Linked DNA regions of Mus musculus: regions 2 and 3 are each linked to region 1. A link is a contact called in public promoter capture Hi-C data. All regions are on one chromosome and are shown on one strand. The core of a region is the stretch at or near the end of the contact, and the rest is flanking DNA. Distances in the headings are between cores, read along the strand shown.

Region 1 (2,738 bases), core at 118-2,617:
CAACCAGAAAGTAGAAAAAGCAGAAAAAAGTATTTGAAGACAGAATGGTTGAAAGCCTCCTGTTCGTTGAAAACAATAACCTGTGACTGGGAAGTTTGTGACACAGGAGGGAGAGGATAATAAACACATGGCCAGGCCACCTCCCGGGGCAGTTCTCATCCTGGAGGTACCAGTAAAAAACAACTGCTTATTCTGCAGAAACAGTATGTGAACCACGGTGAGATCACTACCTGCACGAAACAAAATGCCAGCTAAGAAAATCCATACCCAGAAAACCTGTCCTCTAAGATGAAGGTGAGAATAAAGGAATTTCCAGATGCAAATGGGTGTGTGTGTGGAGGGGGGAGGGGGTGTTGCTTTAGAACCACCGGGAGTTCTAGCTGAAGCTAAGGACCCAATCAGTAATCCAGGTACAAAGGGCACCCTCGACCCCCAAGGAAAGTCCCTAACATAAAATTATCTTAAACATACTTCTCTGAACAGGCAAAAGAGGCACGTGCTAGCAACAGGCAGGAACAAACAAAGGGGGAGGGTCCGAGGGGCCCTTGCTGGCCTGAGGAAGTGGCTGCAAAGGGTAAAGTAAGGATTGCAAGGCTGCACTGTCAACAGACAGCTAACGGAAAGTGGGAGAGAACCTCACAAGAGTTAGACCCTTCTGTGTCTCACTGGAACCGAGGCGCGCAAAGAAGTAAAAAACACAGCGGGGAACTATTAAACCTTAATAAAGTCTCCTTATGCAAGGGAGGGGCAGCAACCATGACCACTGACACGGGGAACAGTTATTGTCAGCCTCGCTACACACAAACGTCTGCGCAACGCAAGAGGCAGGGACGTCAGCCTGGACTTTGGCTAGCGGTGCAGGGCAGACACACTTCAGGCTAAGGGACTCACTGTCCCTGCCATGCTCGTTCGGCCAGAGACCCTTTGCAGCCGGGGTTTAGGTCCCAGTCACCCTAGCTCCCGTCCCACTGCCCGCCCTCAGCCCAGGTTACACACGACACAGGGGCTTGGCTGAGCTCGCTCGGCTGCAGCACGCCCATCTGTGGGCAGTGCGAGAGGCCAGGAAGCCCGGGCAGTAGCCCGCACGGCCGAGGGCAAAGCTCGGGTCCCGGTGGCCCTCACCCCGGGGAGCGAGCCTGGAGCCCCGCGCCTGGGGCGGGTGGAGGTGCCTGGAGTGCGGGTTCCCCTCCCAGGGGCGGGGCTCGAGGCGCCCGCCCCCCGCCGGCTCCCCTGGGAGAGTGCGGCTCGGCGGCGCGCACCCCGCCTGCGGGGGCCCCTCACCTTCCTGCTCCTCATGAGTGAGCGCCCCGGCCTAACGCTCCTCCGCCAAGTCTCAATCGCGCGGCTCTGAGCGCGCGCGCGGCGTCTGATGTCATCGCCACGTCACCAATCAGGGGCCGGCGTCTCCAGGTCACGTGCTCTCCGCGTGCAGAGCGGGCAGCGCGCGCCTCCCCGACGGACGGCGAGCCGCGGGCGGAGCGCCGGAAGCTGGGCAAGGTTCCCGCCACGCTGGGAAAGGGACGTCTCCTTCGCGCGGAGGCCCGCCCGTTTTGGCCGCCATGTTTGGGAAGGGCACATCCCTGGGACCCCCGTCGCCGCCATGTTTGAGAAGGGCGGCTGCCTTGCTGCAGGCCTGTGCTCTCGGGTCTCAGGCCACCTTCAGCTCGGGTTCCCCTTCACCCCGAGGGAGGCGTTAGACCGGCCTAGCTCTGCCATCTGCCGGCACCTCACAGTCCACGTGTGAACTCTATGGTGGGAAGAGAGAGGAGACTCTTGCTACGTATCCTCTGACAATTACTGACACTCCCGAGTTACTCCCCATCTCAATAAATATAATAACAAATTGTTAGCATTCTGTCTAAACTCCACCCACAATATGCTCCTCCCCACAGTTAACTGGCCTGACCCACTTTTATAGGGGCTGCTTGTCCCCTCCTCCCTCTCTTAGTCTTGCTTCCCTCTTGCTTCTCTTCCTTGCTCTTGCTCTCCCCTTCCCCATTCCCTTCCCTTTCCACTCTCTCCAAGTGCTCATAGCCATGGCTGGCCTCTACTTCTCTACTCTCTCCCTCTCTCTGCCTTTCTCTGCCTCAATTACCCTCTTAACTCCTGTCTACCTTGAATAAACTCTATTCTATACTATACCATCGTGTGGCTGCTCCCTCAGGAGGAAGGGATGCCTCAGCATGGGCCCGCTGAGACATTCCCTTCCTCTAAACCTCACCACACCCCTATAGGACATATTCTTTCTGTCTTTATCTTTTTATAAACACATCAATAATAATGATGATAAATATTATAATTAGCTTCAAATACACATGAAACCTTTGGCCTCAGCCTCTGGTCCTGCTGGACAGCCTGGACAGGTAACCCTGGTCGCAGAACTCACAAAATGAACCAGACAGACATCACTGTTTTGACATCTTAAGGGTGAGACCAGAGAGTAAACTGCTCTAGGGTTTGGTTTCCCTTACATCCTGGAAGTCCTTGTCCTCTGCTCTGCCTGACCAGCTCTCTCCAAGCCCACTCCTCTCTCTCTCCAAGCCTGCTCCTCTCTCCAAGCCCACTCCTCTCTTCAGTGCAATAAAAAGGAGACAAGCATGTAAAGATACCGTCTGCACTGCAGAGCTGCACAGGCTCCTCTGTCTTTAGAAAAGCCCCTCTAAGTATTACAGATGGATGGATCAGGCTGCTGGGAGATTAGGCTTTGGGCAGGGAGCCAAGCACCTTGCCGCTTCAGC
Region 2 (2,738 bases), core at 150-2,649, 1.8 Mb before region 1:
GCCTTTAGGGAACACGTTCTTACTGTCAAGGTCAGAAATGACATTTCTTATGGCCCTGTTGACTTAGCTCATAAGTACTTACAAGAACTATAACCCAGCGCACAAGTACAGCTTTCACAAATGACAAAACAAAACAAAACAAAACAAAACAAAACAAAAAACCACTTTTGCCCAAACATGTAAAGGGAATTCCTCGGGAATGAAAGTCAACATCCTGCGGCTACAGAAGGCTAAGCTCCGGGGGCATGGAGGGCTGAGCTCCCGAAGCCGGTTTGGAAGAGAGCCTAGCTCTAGGGAGATGAAGGACAAGCTGGGGGTTGGGGTCGGGCTTACGGTCCTCAGGTTCCGCTTCTTAAGTCTGCGGGCCTTCGTACACTTAACGAAGGCTCTGGTCACCGCCCTGACGGCCAGGCGGTAGCAGCGATTCTTCCTTCCCCGAAAATGCTGGATGAAGAAGAGGGGAGAAGGGTGTCGGGATGGCAGCGCGGCCCTCCACCCCCGCCCCACGCCTCGGGCCGCGACTCGCGCACTCACCTGAGCGTGTTTCAGCACCTCCTGAACCCGCCAATAGCGATCGGTGAGGCGGTTCCGCAGCCAGAGCCGCGTCGTGAGGAAGACCATGATGGGCTCCCGAAGCCCGACCGGCTGCCAGAAGCGCTTCCGGGTCAACGGTCAGACAGGCCAGCCCTGCCGGATGTGTGCGAGCACTGTCTTCCGGGGCGCCTCTAGACTCGCTCCCTCAGTTCCGTTGTGCCAGACCGTCCGCACGCGGGAGAATGGTTAGAGCATAAACTGGAGGAAGCCCCGCGGGCGGGGATGGCGAGCAGTCCCGGACGGAAATCAGATCTACAGAAACCGCCAAGGAACACTCGGTGGTCCGCTCTTCTGTGGGCATCAGTTGACCCTAAAGGAAAGTAAAAGAAATTGGGCTGGTGAGATGGCTCAGTGGGTAAGAGCACCCGACTGCTCTTCTAGAGTTCAAATCCCAGCAACCACATGGTGGCTCACAACCATCTGTAACAAGATCTGACGCCCAAATAAATAAATGAATGAATGAATAAATGAATAAATAAATAAGAATAGCCATGTGAACAGTATGTTTAAGAAAAGGAAAAGAAAGTAAAGGAAATTAAATCAAGTAAACCCATTCCAAAGACAGCTAGTCTGAGTCAAAGGCTCACATGAACAAAGGTATCTACTGTCCTGAAGATGTATCCTGGGGATGGAGCCCAACCTCCCGCAGGTACAGAGGCCAAGTTTCGGGGGGTGGAGGGCTGAGCTCCTGGAGCTGTGGGAGATACAAGCTCTACCGAGATGAAGGCGAAGCTGACAGTCGGAGTGGGACTCGCAGTCAACTCAGCAGAATTGGGGCTGGAGAGAGGGTTAAGAGCACTGACAGCTCTTCCGAAAGTCAAATCCCAGCAACCACGTGGTGGCTCACAACCATCCGTAGTTAGATCTGACGCCCTCTTCTGGAGAGTATGAAGACACCTACAATGTACTTAGATATAATAAATCTTTTTAAAAAAGAAAAAGAAAGAAAGAAAGAAAACAACAGCAGAATTTAGCTTATTCACCAGCTTTACTTGGAGTAAAGGTCTGAGTAAGAAGTTGGCTACCGCCGGGAGGTGGTGGCGAACGCCTTTAATCCCAGCACTTGGGAGGCAGAGGCAGGCAGATTTCTTGAGTTCGAGGGCAGCCTGGTCTACAAAGTGAGTTCCAGGACAGCCAGGGCTACACAGAGAAACCCTGTCTCGAAAAGCAAAAAAAAAAAAAAAAAAAAAAGTTGGCCACCAAGCCAGATGGTGGTGGCACATGCCTTCGATCCACTCAGGAGGCAGAGGGAGATGGATGTCTTGAGTTCAAGGCCAGCCTGGTCTACAGAATGAGTCCCAGAACAGTCAGGGCTACACAGAGAAACCCTGTCTCAAAAAACAACAAAGTAAAACATTTGTCTGTCAGGTCCCAGATGAGGAAGTAGACATGGACTCTCATCCCCAACCAAGAAGCTATCTCCAATTGCCAGCTGCTCCTAAAAGAAAAATTAGTTTTTCCTTGAGGGAAAGTCTTACACAGGGAGTCTTACATAGTATACTACAAACCACACCTTAAGGGCAGGCCCCAGGTCCAGATGGCCAACAGAAAACAAATTCAAAGGTATTTTGGGAGATTTTTTTTGGGGGGGTCTCATATTGTTTTGTTTGGGAATTTTTTTTAACTTTACTGTTCGTTTGCTTATATTATTGATGATGATAGGTTATTTCTTCACAGGTGAAATGAGCCAATTCAAGTCAGATTAGAACATTTAAAGGTAGGTTTGGCCCAAAGGATTGAGAGAGGAGGATTGGCCAAAATGTCTGGCTTACATAGGGAGGAGCCTTTGGTGGAAGGGCAGCTCAGTCCCTGGGCTGGAAAGTTTAAGGTTGGGGGCAGAGTGTCCTTGCCAGGTAGGAACTGAGGGATGCTGGGAGAACCTGCAAGCCAGGTCTGCTTTGATATGTAAAATATGTACCTGAGTTCCCTGTCCCAGGATCTGAAACTAAACAATTATGGTTTCTGAATTTGAGTTTTTATGTCTTTGAGTGTTTCTCATGTTCTTTTGTAGGTTCTTGTTTTTTCTTTTTTTTTTTCAATAATTTATTTTTGTATTCACTTTACATCCAATTGCAGCACCCCCTTCTCCCAGTCCCACCCTTACAAATCCCTCCCACTCTCACCCACTCCCCTTCTCCTCAGAG
Region 3 (2,738 bases), core at 72-2,571, 1.5 Mb before region 1:
AAAAACCCGGAAAAAAAAAATGTTTAAATGTATCAAAAGGTCAAAAGCCAAGCTGCAGTTCCCCAGGGGAACCCGAGGCTGTGGAGGAGACGCGGAAAGACTAGGCCACCCTCTGAGTGCTCTGGGCAGGACGTCCCCTCCCAGCACTGATGCATCAGGCGAACCCAGGAGCCCGGCGCCTTTTCCTCTGCACCGGCCACCAGAGCCGGCCTTTGTTTTCAGCCCCGGCAGCGGACGGCGCGGTCCTGGCTGACAAAGGCGGGTATCGCCATCTTGTCGCGGCGACCGGACGCGGCGCCCATTCATTTACGGGTGCCTGGGGCCAGGAAGGCCGGCAGCGAAGGAAGCTGGGAAGCTTGGTAGCCGTAGGCCCGCACCCGGCAGGGGTTGATGGCCGAATCCAGTAGACTCGCCCCGTGTCCGCTCCCCGCGCGCCCGGCCGAGTCCCACGCCCCGCAGGAAGGCGCGGTCCGGAGGGCAGAGCTCGGCTTTTGTTCCCGCGGGGACTCGGCCGCGAGAAGAAGCGCCTGCGGCTCTCCTGGCATCCCCACCTTAGCAAGCCATCCAGGCTCGAACCTACGACCCGAGCCCCAGCCCTGCATCCCGTTCCCTTTCTTAAAACTCAAGACCACCTCCGGGATCCCGCATCAGGCCCTAGACCCCCCCGCCCCCCGCAACAGCCTCGACCCCAGGAACATGAATGAGTCTGGAAACCGAATTCCGACACGGGCTTTGAACCCAAGACCACAGATCAGGTCCCGCATCCGGGATCCAGCCTTGAACCCAGAACCCATCCCAGATCTGGCCTTGAACCCAGGACCTCCACCCAGGTTGCCGCATCTCCGGGCCCGCACCCCGGACGCGGCCTTGAGCCTAAGACCCCGGCCCGGGCCTGCGCCCCGGCCCAGGCGGCTCCGCCCCATCCCTCACCCCCCGGACCCCGAGACCCCAGCCCTGCCGCCCACCCGGCACGCCGGGGATCGCCCACCCAACCCTGAAGAGCAGGATGAAGACGGCGGCCGATGACCCACGAGCGAGAAGAGCCGCAGGGCCTGGCCCAGCGCGGGGCAGGCTCAGCTCACAGACCCCAGCCGCGCTCACCTCGCCCTCGCCCGGTCTGGCGCCCACGCCGCCGCCTGGTCGTCGCGCTCGCGGCCTGCGGGCAGGAGTCGGCGAGGCTGGTCGGGTCCGCGCGGCGGCTGTTCCAGTCCCAGCCCCGCTGCCCTCGCCGCCCGCGCCCGCCACCGCCGCCGCCGCCGCCGCCGTCGCCGTCCGCCCCTCAGACGCCTCCAGCCATCAGGATGGGCGCGGCGGCCCCTGCCCGCAGCCTCGGGAAACCCCACGTCGCGTCACCGCGCACGGGCGGCGTGCGCGTGCCGCTCTTTCCGCCCCGCCCCTCCTTCCCTCTGCGCGTGCGCGAGAGGCTTAAAGGACCCGTGATTTTTTTCCCCCACCCCACCCCACCACCACCCCACACACCCCGCAAGGGTCTTCCAGGGACGTTGGCAGCCTATCGGCCTCGGTGGCCTCTGGCTCTGACCTGACGGTGTCGGCTCCTGTGCCATGTGCCCCAAGCCAGAGGGCGGTGTGTCCTGCCTGAATGACCAGCCCGGGAGGGCCGAAAGGCGTGCGTGCGTGCGTGAACGGCCTAGCAGGTTCTAGACAGCGGGGGTAGAGGGGTAGGAATAGCCAGGTGGGACAGGAAAGATGTCAAGATTAACCACCAGAATCTTTAAGACATGCCATCCGGTCTGGTCCGTCGTGCCTATTTGTCCAGCCATCTTCAACTAATATGACTCCTGCCACAATGACTTTTTCACTCCCATTCTGCCCTTTCCAAAACCAGGTGAATACCTCTCTTATTTCCTCTTGGCCTGCACTACCCTCTTTTAAACAAGAGCCACAACTCTCTGGGGGGCCTGGCCACCACGCTGACTCTGAGACCTTTCCATGATTCACACTTGATACCTTCCCTTCTTGTTAGCTTCTGTGCACCTTGCAGCCTTTCCTTGAAGCCCATTCCTTCTTGAAACAGCCTTTGAGTGGTCTGCACACTTCCCCCTCCCTGCCCTGGGCGCTTCCTGCCGGGCCATAGAAATGTGTCTGTCATTGTTCAGTCCTGACAGTTTCCTCATATACTTTCCCTGTGCCAGCCCTGATCTGACGCCTGATTTTACGAGCCCTAGCTTCTGCTAGTGGATGGGTAGAAGTGAGGAACCAGGTATTGGATATTCATTGCTACAAAAGTGTCATTGCTGAGCAGGCACCCTGAGGGAAAACATACATTTACATGAACATACATATATGTACATGCAGATGGTCATGTGGGCATTCGTATCTTTTTCTTGATCACAGTAAGTGTGTGGTCTCTCCAAAATACTGCATATTCTCTTCCTTGCATATTGAGTGACCTGCTTTGAGAGTAAGAAGCCTGGTTCCAGTTACCTCAAATATATCCACCACTGCTATCATCTCACCCTAGGGCCTCTGACCCCTGGGACTCTATGCCCTTCACTCCATCTGTTCGAGACCTGACTCTGTCATTTGTGACTGTTTTTTACCTGAAGTTCTTGACAGCTCCATCATCCCACTCTCTCCAAGTAAAAGTACAGGGTCCTTCCTTCTCACCATTCTCTCCACTGTCCCTTGTGACTCCAACTTCCCACAAGTGCCTCTTCCATGAACTTGTGAAGGCCAGACCTTTGATGATACCACTTCTGCACAGATGTCCCCAACCC

What was found. Promoter capture Hi-C pulls out the DNA fragments that hold promoters and counts their contacts.
Region 2: a promoter capture Hi-C map of pre-B cells shows a contact between it and region 1, with 3 times the contacts expected there. The contact joins the promoter of Mrpl20 here to the promoter of A430005L14Rik in region 1. A contact is called at or near these places in 2 of 39 promoter capture datasets (cranial neural crest and pre-B cells).
Region 3: a contact with region 1 is called in a promoter capture Hi-C map of pre-B cells, with 3 times the contacts expected there. The contact joins the promoter of Gnb1 here to the promoter of A430005L14Rik in region 1.

Annotation. Positions count from the first base shown.
Region 1 is chr4:153,955,866-153,958,603 of GRCm38.p6, reverse strand. It overlaps A430005L14Rik (RIKEN cDNA A430005L14 gene), which reads right to left and starts at 1,367. Exons shown (of 4, transcript NM_175287.4): 1 at 1,282-1,367. The coding sequence starts at 1,296.
Region 2 is chr4:155,801,539-155,804,276 of GRCm38.p6, reverse strand. It overlaps Mrpl20 (mitochondrial ribosomal protein L20), which reads right to left and starts at 1,399. Exons shown (of 5, transcript NM_025570.3): 1 at 1,182-1,399; 2 at 535-904; 3 at 334-444. The coding sequence starts at 621.
Region 3 is chr4:155,489,944-155,492,681 of GRCm38.p6, reverse strand. Gnb1 (guanine nucleotide binding protein (G protein), beta 1) reads right to left here and starts at 1,321. Exons shown (of 12, transcript NM_001160016.1): 1 at 1,102-1,321.